Linked DNA regions of Ovis aries: region 2 is linked to region 1. The links are chromatin contacts, called in public Hi-C maps. All regions are on one chromosome and are shown on one strand. Each heading gives the region's core, a stretch centred on a gene start, on an enhancer-like site or on the middle of the called end of the contact. The rest is flanking DNA. Distances are from core to core; before and after follow the strand shown.

What was found. Hi-C and Micro-C count contacts between places; a contact is called where the count stands out from the background.
Region 2: a contact with region 1 is called in a Hi-C map of hypothalamus, with 8 times the contacts expected there. The contact joins the promoter of IRX2 here to the enhancer-like site in region 1. A contact is called at or near these places in 2 of 16 Hi-C or Micro-C datasets (hypothalamus and skin fibroblasts).

The regions. Positions count from the first base shown.
Region 1 is chr16:69,394,238-69,400,014 of ARS-UI_Ramb_v3.0, reverse strand. It overlaps IRX1 (iroquois homeobox 1), which reads left to right. Exons shown (of 4, transcript XM_027980182.2): 2 at 202-1,222; 3 at 1,745-1,817; 4 at 2,104-2,550. The coding sequence ends at 2,161. Among named protein-coding and RNA genes, the nearest start is that of IRX1, 6.0 kb to the left of the region's middle. Within about 2 kb of position 3,989, at least 3 of the 54 cell types and tissues checked have an H3K27ac peak or open chromatin away from gene starts, as enhancers often do. A contact at or near this core is called in hypothalamus, where this site is marked.
Region 2 is chr16:70,117,890-70,123,635 of ARS-UI_Ramb_v3.0, reverse strand. It overlaps IRX2 (iroquois homeobox 2), which reads right to left and starts at 2,741. Exons shown (of 5, transcript XM_042233962.2): 1 at 2,428-2,741; 2 at 678-1,083; 3 at 1-354. The coding sequence starts at 2,676. It overlaps LOC121816827, which reads left to right and starts at 3,275. Exons shown (of 5, transcript XM_042233960.2): 1 at 3,275-3,697; 2 at 3,876-3,999; 3 at 4,654-4,735; 4 at 5,157-5,746.

The DNA.
Region 1 (5,777 bases), core at 2,740-5,239:
ATTGGCGGAAGCGCGGCTTCTGGGGCCCGTTTGTGACCCGACCCCCTCTTCCAACCCGGGTGGTGCATTAGGGTCGGCTTCCTGCTCCGGAGCAGGCTGGACTGTCTGTCCCCGGCTCGCGCAGTTTCGGGACTCACCTCTCTCTGTCTCTCTCTCTCTGCCGCTTTCCCCCTCCTCCCTCGCTGGGCCTTGTGGCTGCAGGGTTCACAGTATGAGCTCAAGGACAACCCCGGGGTGCACCCCGCCACCTTCGCGGCCCACACGGCGCCCGCCTACTATCCCTACGGGCAGTTCCAGTACGGGGACCCCGGGCGGCCGAAGAACGCCACGCGGGAGAGTACCAGCACGCTCAAGGCCTGGCTCAACGAGCACCGCAAGAACCCCTACCCCACCAAGGGCGAGAAGATCATGCTGGCCATCATCACCAAGATGACCCTCACGCAGGTCTCCACCTGGTTCGCCAACGCGCGCCGGCGCCTCAAGAAGGAGAACAAGGTGACGTGGGGCGCGCGGAGCAAGGACCAGGAGGACGGCGCTCTCTTCGGAAGCGACACCGAGGGGGACCCGGAGAAGGCCGAGGACGACGAAGAGATCGACCTGGAGAGCATCGACATCGACGAGCACGACGGCGACCAGAGCAACGAGGACGAGGAGGACAAAGCCGAGGTGCCGCGCGCGCCCGACGCGCCCGCGGCCCTCGCGCGGGACCAGGGCTCGCCGCTGGCGGCCGCCGACGCACTCAAGCCCCCGGACTCGCCCCTGGGCATGGCCAAGGAGCTCCCGGAGCCCGGCAGCACGCTCCTGCTGAGCCCCGGCGCTGCGGCGGCAGGCGGCCTGCAGGGCGCGCCGAACAGCAAGCCCAAGATCTGGTCGCTGGCCGAGACGGCCACCAGCCCCGACGGTGCGCCCAAGGCCTCGCCGCCGCCGCCTTCCGGCCACCCTGGCGGCGCGCACGGGCCCCCCGCGGGCGCGCCGCTGCAGCACCCCGCCTTCCTGCCCAGCCACGGACTGTACACCTGCCACATCGGCAAGTTCTCCAGCTGGACCAACGGCGCGTTCCTCGCACAGGGCTCGCTGCTCAACGTGCGCTCCTTCCTGGGCGTGGGCGCGCCGCACGGCCCGCACCTGTCGGCGCCGCCCCCGCCGCAGCCACCCGTCCCTGTGGCCGCGGGGGTGCTCCATGGCGACAAGGCCTCGGCCCGTAGCAGCCCCTCGCTCCCAGGTATGGCACCCAGGGGCGTCCGCCCTGCCCCAGGCCAGAAATCTGAGAACCAGGGCGAGCCAGGGGGCAGAGGGGAGCACTAGCCGGGGAGGGGGCTGGGGCCGGGGGAGCCTGGACTAAGGGGTGGGGGGTGGAGGGGATCAGTGGCCCGGTGGTGGCGGGGCAGAGGGGAGCACTGGCGGGGGTGGGGGGTGTACAGAGGAGCACCGGCCCGGTGAGGATGGCGTGGAGGGGATCACCGGCCAGGAGGGGCGTTGGCTGGGGGCACTGACTGCCCGGGAGGGTGGGATCCGGTGGCCGCTGGGCTGGGGTTGAGCCACGATTCCTGTCTGAAGTAGAGGAGGGGAGACCAAGGCCCTCGGCTCCCCAAGATAGCCGGGCTCACTCGCTGGCCTGCCCTGGGGGGTCGGGGGTGTTTCTGGAGGCACTTTCCAGGGGCGGGGAGGGTGGAGGCCCAGCGCCCCTCCGCGGCAGCCCTCCCCCGTCTGGGTCCTAAGCTCGGTATCTCCCCCTCCCTCCCAGAGAGAGACCTCCTCCCCAGACCGGACTCGCCGGCGCAGCAGTTGAAGTCGCCCTTCCAGCCGGCGCGCGACAAGTGAGTGCCCGTGGGCCTTCACAGCCGGGCGGTGGGCGAGGGGCGGGGGTCGCGGGTCGGGGTCGCGCAGCCCATGTGGACCGCGCGCGCGCGCTGGTCCTCCAGCCCCGCGGCGCCCCGGCTGGCTGGCGGAGTCCACCCGGGTTTCTCCCGAGCCGGGAGCCGCGCCGGCCGGCGACCCCGCGCCCCCTCTCTGGGCTCTCGGCTGGCAGAGTCCCCCGGCCGGGTTCCAGCTTCCGTCCACTGACAGCGCTGTTCTTGTCTCGCTGTTTCCCGCCCCCCGCAGCTCGCTGGCCACGCCGGAAGGGACGCCGCGGATTCTAGCAGCGCTCCCGTCGGCCTGATCCAGGGTCGTCTCTGACTTTCCCCGGGGGGGAGGGGGGAGATCTTTGGGAGGGAAAGGATGAGGGAGGAATTAAGACAAATATTTCAGACCGGTGCAAAGGACAGATTTGGCCACGAAGTTGAGGACTCTCCCATCCGTCGCTTTCTGCAGCAAGGGGCTCGTCCGACCGGAGCTCCGCATCCAGGCAGCCCGGCCGGCCTGTGCCCGCGGCTCGGTGGCTGTCACCGTGCTCCGGGTCACTATCGGTTCGGTAAATGCCCCCACCACGTGCTTGTGTCTTCCGCCCCACCCCCTTCCTGTATATAGAGTGATTTCAGATTGTAAATAGCGCGTCAGCGAACTTGTCTAAATCATATATTTTTGTCTAATAAACTAAACGAAATGGTGGCCCCTGCTGCTGCTGCTGTGTGTGGCTGGGCGTCGCCGCGGGCGTCCTCAACCCTGGAATCCGAAATCCTGGCGGGGGGCTTCTACTCTCCCTGACTGGGGGCTTCTACTCCCCCTGGCTGGGGAAAGGGGCTCCTGGGGAGTTTCCGCCCCCGAGGCCGGTGCTTCTCAGCCTTTCCGCGGTTGTTGAATTTGTTAATGTTACCAGGGCAGTTTCTGTTTGGCAGTTCAGTTTAGAGTTATCTGGGCATGCCTTTCTCAGGACATAAATGAGTTCGATTCAAGGCAGTTTATAAAACGATTTTTTTTTAAAGTGGGAAACGATGGGGCGGGGGAATGAAAAGAATTTTCAATCCTGTCCCCAAAGGAGAACTTCCTATTTGAAATCAATTTATAACCAGTTGTCTGAGCGGTGCACTGTGGCGTCAGGGCATTTCGTGGGTAGAATGAGGACATAATGGAGTATGAAATTTTGCTTTCAGTTTATTTTTTAGTTATTTGGCTAAATCGCACTTGGATAAATTGGAAGTTTCTTTTCTTTTCTTTTTTGAAACACTCCTGCTGGCAGGCCAGGGAGGCAGCTAGGTAGCTCTCTGGGCTTGAGCGAGGGGGCTGCTATGATGGCGGCGGGGGTGGGGGTGGGACAGTGGCAAAGAGGGGAGCGGGCTTTGGTCTTCCAGGGACGCCCCTTTAAACTCAGGCGCCCTGGCCTGGGCACACCCAGGGAGCCAAGGAGCCAATATCGCCCAGATGGCCGCCGCGCTGCTCGGGAGGCAGCCGGAGCGATGGTAGAAAACAAAGCGGGTGGAGCTTGGACGCGCGGGTGAGAGCCGGCCGGGCGCCTGGGGGGCCGCAGCGGTCAGGGCTGGGCGCTCGGAGCAGGGGGCACAACCTGCGCTTCCAGAGGGTGCCGGACACTCGGCATTGAATTCGTTAGCACCGAGAAAGCAAACGTTTATAAAACCGCCCTCGAGGATGGAGGGAGGCCGCGAGGTTAGTCGGCCCCCTGGGGCCAAGGCCGAGTCCCTGGTGCCAGGCTGGACATTCCCGACCCGCAGCCGGGCCCCCGTATTCGCCCTGGAGACCTCTGGGACCCGTTGTCCCCGGGGCTGCTTTCCACAGCTAGGATCGCGGCTGAGGGGATGAAACCGGCGGGGTGCTGCTCCTCTGCGGCGGCCGAAGGGGCGCTGGCGCAGCGAACGAACGGGAGGCGCAAACCCCTGGCCGCCCCCCGGCCCGGCGCCGCGTCCTTGTCCAGCGCGTCCCCGCCCCCAGCCCCCATCAGTCTAAAGGAAGAGGCTCCCGCCGGGTCCCCCGGGCTGAAAGGAGCGCGAAGGGGCGAACACACGTGTGGGGGCTGGGGGAGTGCCTGGGTGGGGAGCAGGGGCGGCCGGGGGCTGGGCCTCGGAGCCGAGGGGCCTCCGCGGTCGAGCCGCGTCCCGTCCCTACCGACGTGCTCGAGGCGCCCTCTATGGGTTGCGAGCGGGAAGGGGGGCTGATGGAGGTGTCCGTCCTGGGGGTCCTTGGCTTTGGGGCTCTGCTTTGGGCGCCAGGCTCGAATGATGGTGCAGGGCTTTCTCTGTGTTTTAGAGCGCCGCCTGGTTGTTTGAAATTGAGAGGGGCGTGCGGTGCTGGGCTTGCTGGGTAGGCTGCTGGCATGGGGTTGGTGGGGGGTGGACGGTGGGTTGGTGAGCCAGGAATCCCCTCCGGCCTTTGCCAGGAATCCCTTTGTGAATCAGCAGAGGAGCTCTGACCTGTCCTCCTTGTTAGGACTTGAAGGGTCAGCCGTGCCCTCGGCTCTTAGTCCAGAGTCCTTGGGCAGAGCCTTGGGCCCACGCCTTAACCTCTGGGAAGCAGGGTACCCAATCCTGTGTCTGGGGAGAGGGCACACCTACCGACATCGGAGGAGGGGTGCTCTGCCCCTCTGATGAGGATTGGAGCTCCCAGCCCACAGACAGGTTGCTCTCCAGGTGGGCAAGGCGTTTGGGGAGACTCTTGACGCCTCTGGGAGGCTGCAGGTGGGATTCGGGTGGGCCCTGGAATCCTCTGCTTCTGGCCCAGCTCCACCCTTTTCACCCCTACCCCCCCCCCCCCCCCCCCCCCCCCCAATCAAAGAGGCTGGTCCATGCATGCGTCTGTGCTTTCAACCCATATTTCCATTCTTTATTTCTCTCCAATACACTTGGGATCCCTGGGCCACACTGCTCACCAGGGGGTTCTGAGGCATCAGAACCCTGTGGCCCAGAAGTTGTGAAGGGTCTGTGCTCCCCTCCTGGGGACTGAAGCTCCCACCAAAGAAATCAGGTCGCCAGCCTCAGAGTTATATTTTTCCTCCAGTGAAGAGCTAGACATGAATTTTTAATCGAGCGTTGAAAGGCATTTTTGTCCTTTGTGGGCTATTTGTTTACATCTCTCCAGCGCCTGCAGCCACCTAAGGGTGTGCACGCCGAGGGTGTGCGGTTCCCACAGGGAGGTCCTGAAATACCTGGGAGTGGACCTAGACACCCCCTTGCCTTTAAAGCCAACGTGGAAGTGTTTCTGGAACTTCCTGTGTGTTCAGAGGTGCTCACTCCTGCCTTCCTCCCACCCCTGCCCAGGACGGTTTCGTAGGCTGACGGTTGTCTTATCAGGAGACCAAACCTGAACATGTAAGGGTGATGGACGTCCGCTGGGTGAAGGCTGGCGGCTTGGCCTCCCTCCTCCACAGGCACCGGGGTTCCCACAGAAAGGACCCCCCCCACCCCCACAAGTCCGAACAGCGCACTTCTGTCTTTCTTGGGTCTTATTTGAGGGAAGAGAAGAAAGAACAAATCTGGTTCCCAGACCTCCTCTCTCTGCTCCAGACCGGCAGCGGTGTTGGGAGATGGTCCTAGGTGCGATTTTCTAGACCAGCCCCCTCTCCCCATTCCTGGTTGGAGGACTTAGGGAGCGGGTTGCAAGCCGTGTCTGAACTGATGACCTGCTGGTCTCTGAGATCGTTCCCACCACCCTTCCCTCCCTCCCTCGATCAATTATATTCACCACCAGCACATTTATCTCGCCTGCGATAGGAGAATTCATATTCATATCTTGGTTTTAGAGGCCTGACACTGATTAATGTAATACTCGCTGTGACTCCAAGGGGCCGCCACCCGATGAATCATGCCCTATAAAGTTTCAGTTGTCCTTGTCGATGGGACTCGGCCGGGATGCTCAGAAGCCAGAGGAGGAGGGAGGAGAGGGAGACG
Region 2 (5,746 bases), core at 1,492-3,991, 720 kb before region 1:
GCGCGCAGCCCGGGCCCAGGCTCGGCTGCTTGAGGTCCGACGTGGCGATCTCGGCCAGAGACCACAGCTTGGGCTTGCTGGCGGCCGGCGGCGCGCCTGGCGACGTCCGGTTGCCCAGCGGCGTCTTGCCGCCCCCGCCCCCGCGGGGCGCCGCCTCGGGCGGGGGGCTCAGCAGCGGCGGCGCCTCCACGCCGGTGAGCGGCGACGAGGTCACGGGCTTGGGCGGCGCCAGGTCCCGCTCGCCGTCCTCGTCCTCGTCGTCGTCGTCGTCGTCGTCCAGGTCGTCGAACTTCTTGCACTCCGAGCCCGACTCGCACAGGGGGTCCCCGGCGCGGCAGGGCAGCTTCTCTCCGTCTGACTCGGCAGAGCAGGAGTGGTCGGTGAGCGAGTCCACGTGCAGGCTGATCCCTGCAGAGGCGCGGGGTGGGGGGCACGGTCTGTGGCACCCCAGGCCCCGCTGCCCACCGCTCCCCGCCCCCGCCATCCCTCACCCCGACCCCACCCGAGCCGCGTGCTCCAGGCAGCCTGACCTCCCTGCTCGTACGGGGCCTCAGAGGCGCCAGGCAGCGGCGCCTGGAGTGCTGTGCGGGTGGGCGGCCTCCTCTCCGGCCTCAGCTCGGCGCCCCGCCTGGGAAGAAGGAGGCTCCGCGCCCCTGCGCCGCCTCGGCCGCGCTCACCTTCGTCCTCCGCCGACGTCTCGGTGCCCTCGTGCGCCTTGTCCGCACTCTCCTCCTTGCCCCTCGCCGCGTCGCCCTCGTCCTCGTCCTCGTCCTCACTTTTGTTCCTGGGGGCCCACGTCATCTTGTTCTCCTTCTTGAGGCGCCGGCGCGCGTTGGCGAACCAGGTGGAGACCTGCGTGAGGGTCATCTTGGTGATGATGGCCAGCATGATCTTCTCGCCCTTGGTGGGGTAGGGGTTCTTGCGGTGCTCGTTGAGCCAGGCCTTGAGCGTGGCCGTGGCGTCCCGCGTGGCGTTCTTGCGGTAGGCCGGGTCGTTGAGCTGGTACGGGTAGGCCGCGCTGCCGTAAGGGTGGTAGCTGATGGCGCCCGTCATCCCGGTCGTGTGTGCGTCGTAGGGCGCGCCCTGCAACCGACAAGAGCCCGGTGAGCGGTCGTCCGAGGGCCCGACAGGCGTCAGCGCCCCGGCGACCCCTCCACCCGCCCGCGGCCGCCTTTCCCACGGTGCCTCCCCGCGCTGGGACTGCGCCTTCCTGCAGCAACAGATCCGGAGGACGCAAAGGGTCGTTTAACGCCAGCTGTAGATCTCGGAAAGCGCTGCGGTTTTATTCCCAAACTTCCCAACGATTTCATTTTCCTAAAAATGGCACATCTGGCCCCGAATGCCCCTGAGCCGCCGGTACGTGCGTGCACAAACAGGCCCGCACACACGGGCCCGCAGGTAGCGTCTTGATATCTAAATTTCTCCTGGTGTGAAGAGTCGCCGCCTCCTCCTAGTCCCCTTCCCCTCCCTTTAATGGTTAAAAAAAACACCCCAGAGCCCCCGCTCCGCTATTCACCACTCTAAAGCTGGGCAAATCCAATTTGCAACTCGAAGCCAGTCACCGTTTCGAATTCTTCAAATACGCGGCAATTAGCATTTTAATTCAGCCCTTAACGTTTAAATTCGAGACTTCTACAGCCAGCGCCGAGGCCCCGGCTACCCCGTCTCTGCTCTGGAATTCCGCCGAGGGCGGGAGGTGGCCACCAGCTCCCCCCCCACCACCACCGCGTCCGGGCCTCCAGCGTCTAAAACACGCTTTGCCAGCCCCCGGGCCTGGCCGGGCCGAGGAGCCGGAGGAGAGCGGGCCGGCCCGGGGGCTCGGGACGCAGGGGCTGCTCTCGGCGCCCGGGGACCGAGGCGGCACTTAGCCGGCCGAACGCTGGCCGACATGTTTTTCTAAAGCACGGGCCTGTGGGGCAGATGGAGGCGAAGATCCGAGCGGCCCGGCCGGGCCCCGGAGCCGCGGCCGAGGCTCCGTTGATTTCCCCAGCCCCGTGATCACAAGCCCCGCGAGAAAGTGCCCAGCGCCTGGCGATCGCCCCGGAGGCCCAGGGGCGCCGACCCTTGCTGCCCGCGCCGGAAGAAGCGAGCCCCGGCCCGCTCAAGACTCCTCGCCCAGCTTCGGCGCCTGAAAGAGGGCCACCCAGGCCAGATCCCGTCCCGAGCCCAGTGGGGTCGCGCTTCTCGGGCTCCCGGGGAGATGACCTCCGCAGCCGAGGGGAAGGGCGCGCGGAGCCCCGCGCTCCGGCCGTCGCCGGCCGACCGCCCCGCCTCTCGTCCGCGCCGGCCGCGCCACGGCCCCAACTCCGCGACTTCGGAGCCGCCCCCCAACACTACGTTCCCCGCGACCCTCGGCTCGCCGATCACAGGCCAGGGTCTCTGCGCCCGGCATCTCGCGGCCCCGCCCGCCAGCCCGCGCTCGGTTACCATGTAGGACGGGAAGCCGGCGGCGGCGGCGGCGGCGTCGGCGGAGTACTGCAGCGGGCTGCCGAAGCCGGTGGCCGCTTGCGCGGTGAAGGCCGCGGAGCCGGGGTAGGGGCTGAACGCCGAGCCCGACGCCGACCGCGCCAGCTCCTCGCTGCGCGGCGCCGCCAGCGCCGACGCGCCGTACGCCGGACACGAATAGAGCGCCAGCGAGCCGGGCGCCTGGTACAGGTAGCCCTGCGGGTAGGACATGGTGGGCGCGGGGCGCGGGGGCCCGCGTCACGCCGAGCAGCGGGCAGGGCGCGCGGCGCCCTCCATCCACGCCCGGCCGGGGCGCGAGGCGGCGGCGGCGGCGGCGGGCGCGGGGACCGCCAGCCGAGGCAGGCCGGCCCGCGCACTAGCCCGGGCGGCCCCGCGGGCCAGGGGATTGGCGGCGGCGGCGGCGGCGGCGGCGGCGGCGGCAGCTCGGAGCCGGTGGGCGCAGCCGCGCGCCAGGCCGGCGGTCGGGGTTTGGGGGAGTCTGGAGTCGGGAGTGAGGAGTTGAGGAAGGAGCGCTCGAGTTTCCGAGGGACATTGGAACGCGGAGCTGTCCGTCACGGGCTCATCTGCATATCCGGGCGCCCGCCCCCTCCCCTGCTCCGCCCGCTCCGCCCGCTCCCGCCGCCCGGCCGCTGCCGGGGAGGGGCGGGGGCGCCGGGGGAGGGGCGGGCGCAGCGGCGGCGGGAGCGCGAGGCCGGGCGCGCAGGCTTTTGTGGCTCAGCCGCCTCTCGCGCAGCCCCAGCCCCCGGCCCGCAGCCCGGCCGCACCGGGCAGTGCGCGCTCCCCCTGCCCACTCGCGCGGACTCCCGGCGCCCGCCCCCGCGCCCCCCACCTTCCCGGCCGCCCCCCTCGCCCCCGCCCGCCGCTCTGCCCCCTCCCCCGGCCCCGCCCCCAGCTCGGCCCGCCAGGACCCGCGCGGAGGCCGCCCGCTGCCACTTGGGGTGGGGGGGATGAGCGGCCCGGGCCCCCCTCACCGGCCGCGCACTGCGCGCCGCACCCTCGTGCCCGGGTCGGAGCTACGGGTGATGCGGCGGGGGTGAGGCGCCGCGGCCCGGGTCCTCCGGCGGGCGGCGTGAGCGGCTCTCACGCCCGCCTCCCCCGGTCCGTTCTTGCCGCGCGGGCTGAGCCTCCGCGCGGGACCTCGCGGCTGGCCGCCGGCCCCGCGCCGCCCGGCGTGCCCTGCGGGGCCCGGATGCCGGGCGCTTCCGTCGCGAGCCGCCAGGAGGGCCCTGAGGTGAGCTCTCTGCCCCGGGGTGCGCAGTGGCCCGCGGGCCTGGGGGTCAGGACTCTCTGCTCTCGGACGCGGCTTAGCCCGCGCCTCCAGTGCTTTTCCAGGACGCCGCCGCCTCCCCCAAAGGGTTTTTTATTTTGTTTTAATAAGTTGACGCCTCTTTCGGATTTGTGTTGTAAAGCACTCGGGGGAAACGATCGTCACCGGACAGACCGCCTCTGGCAGGACGTGGAGCCTCGCTGTCACTCGGGAAGGGACGAGACAGTCACAGGCCGGGGGCGCGGGCGGCGCACGCGGCTGCCCAGGTAGCGCAGGTAACAGGGGACTCGAGGGCCGCCTCGCGGGGCCCAGCGGCGAGGCGCTCGGCAGGAGGCTCTGGGACCCAGCCCTACAGACACCCTTCTCCACGGGCCTCGTCCACCCTCCCCCACCGGGCCGTGGAGAAGGGTGTCTGGCGTTTGGTTTGAGGGAAGGGGTGCAGATGGGGCCACCGGTGGGCGCTCAGGAAGTGGGCGCACGGGGAGGGGGGCGGCGGTTGTGCGAGGCCCCGCCGTGGTGGTCAACACAACAGGTGCCTCTTCCTGCGGGGAGGGTGGGGAACGCGGTAGGCCGGAGCTCCAGGCCTCAGCCTCTCCGACCCCCCCCCAAACTCCTCCACCCCCTACCCACCTCCCCCTCACTCCCTACCCACTCCTCTACCCCATACCCTACTCCTCTACCCCCCACCCCGCTACACCACCGCCTACCCATCGCCCTGGCCCACTTCCCAGCCCGGTTGGCTGGGCAGATCGCGGAGGGACCAGGGTGATCCCATTCGGGTCTCGGTCTCCCGGGTACCCCGGGCGCCATGCGGCCTCTTGCGGGGCGCGGCTGCAGCTCGAGCACCAGGAGGCTCCAGCCTCGGGCAGGGCTTGACCTCTGACCGCCTGCGGAACCTTCGAGGCTGTTTGTTCCCCCAGATCCAAGGAGACCGGTTGTAAACTGCAGGATTGGACTTGAGCAGAGCCCACCCGCCTCCACCTGCAGGCGGTGGCCCCCCCGGTAGGTGAGGTCCAGGCGCCTGACCCCAGCCGCCTCCCCACTAGCTCCCAAACCGCTGCACCCTCGCCTGTCCCCCCAACACCGGCTCTCCTCTCTGAGCCACCGCGCCGCCCACAAACCGCAGCCTGCACCCTCTACACTTGCCTAACCGCCTCACCCCCAAACACATACTCCCCCCCCCCCCCCCCCCCCCCCCCCCCCCCCCCCCCCCCCCCCCCCCCCCCACCCCCACCCCACCCCACACACTCTGCGCTGCCGGGAGGGCCCAGCAGGTGAGTTTCAGCAATCCTTTGACCCCAAGCAGGATGCCCTAATTCAGTTCAGGGCAGTTATTTTAAATCAATTATTGTCGCGTTAAAAAGGAAAGGGAAGCAGGGAGAGTCAGAGGCCGCAGCAGCCCCGTGGAGCCTGCTTTTCCCAGGGTCCGCGGCATCTGTGGTCTTCCCGGGAGGGAATTCGGTCAGGAAGAGGCCGAAATGAGACAGACACACGACGGATGACCAACGTTCACGGCGCCAGACCAGGTTCCGGGCCTTCGGTTCCCTTCCAATTACATAGTTCAAGTGAAAAAAAGGGGGGAAAAAAAATCAGGTCTAATTTTTATCTCCGAGGAGGACGGGCCTGAGTATTTCCATTTCTAAAGACCAGTTCCTGCCGTTGTCTCATTAGCATTTGGGGCCGCCTCCTCCCCCTCCCTCGATTCCCCCCCCACACACACACCCACCCCCCACCCCCAGGGCTTGATCTCTGCCAGGGGCAGAAAAGAAAACAGCGAATTATTACAAAAACATCCCCAGTTTGGAGCAGGGAGCATAAGCTCCGATACACTCGATTTTGACATCAATTAAGTGTGTAGCCAGACATGTGCACGTGGCCTTGGAGGGTCTCGCGTCGCCCAGGGTGCTTCTCCAGAAAGGGCTGCCGGCTCTCGCGCTTCCCGCAGCTCAGCGCAGCTGATCCGGAAGACAGTCTCTGCTCAGTGTCTTCCCCCCCCCCCCCCCCCCCCCAGCA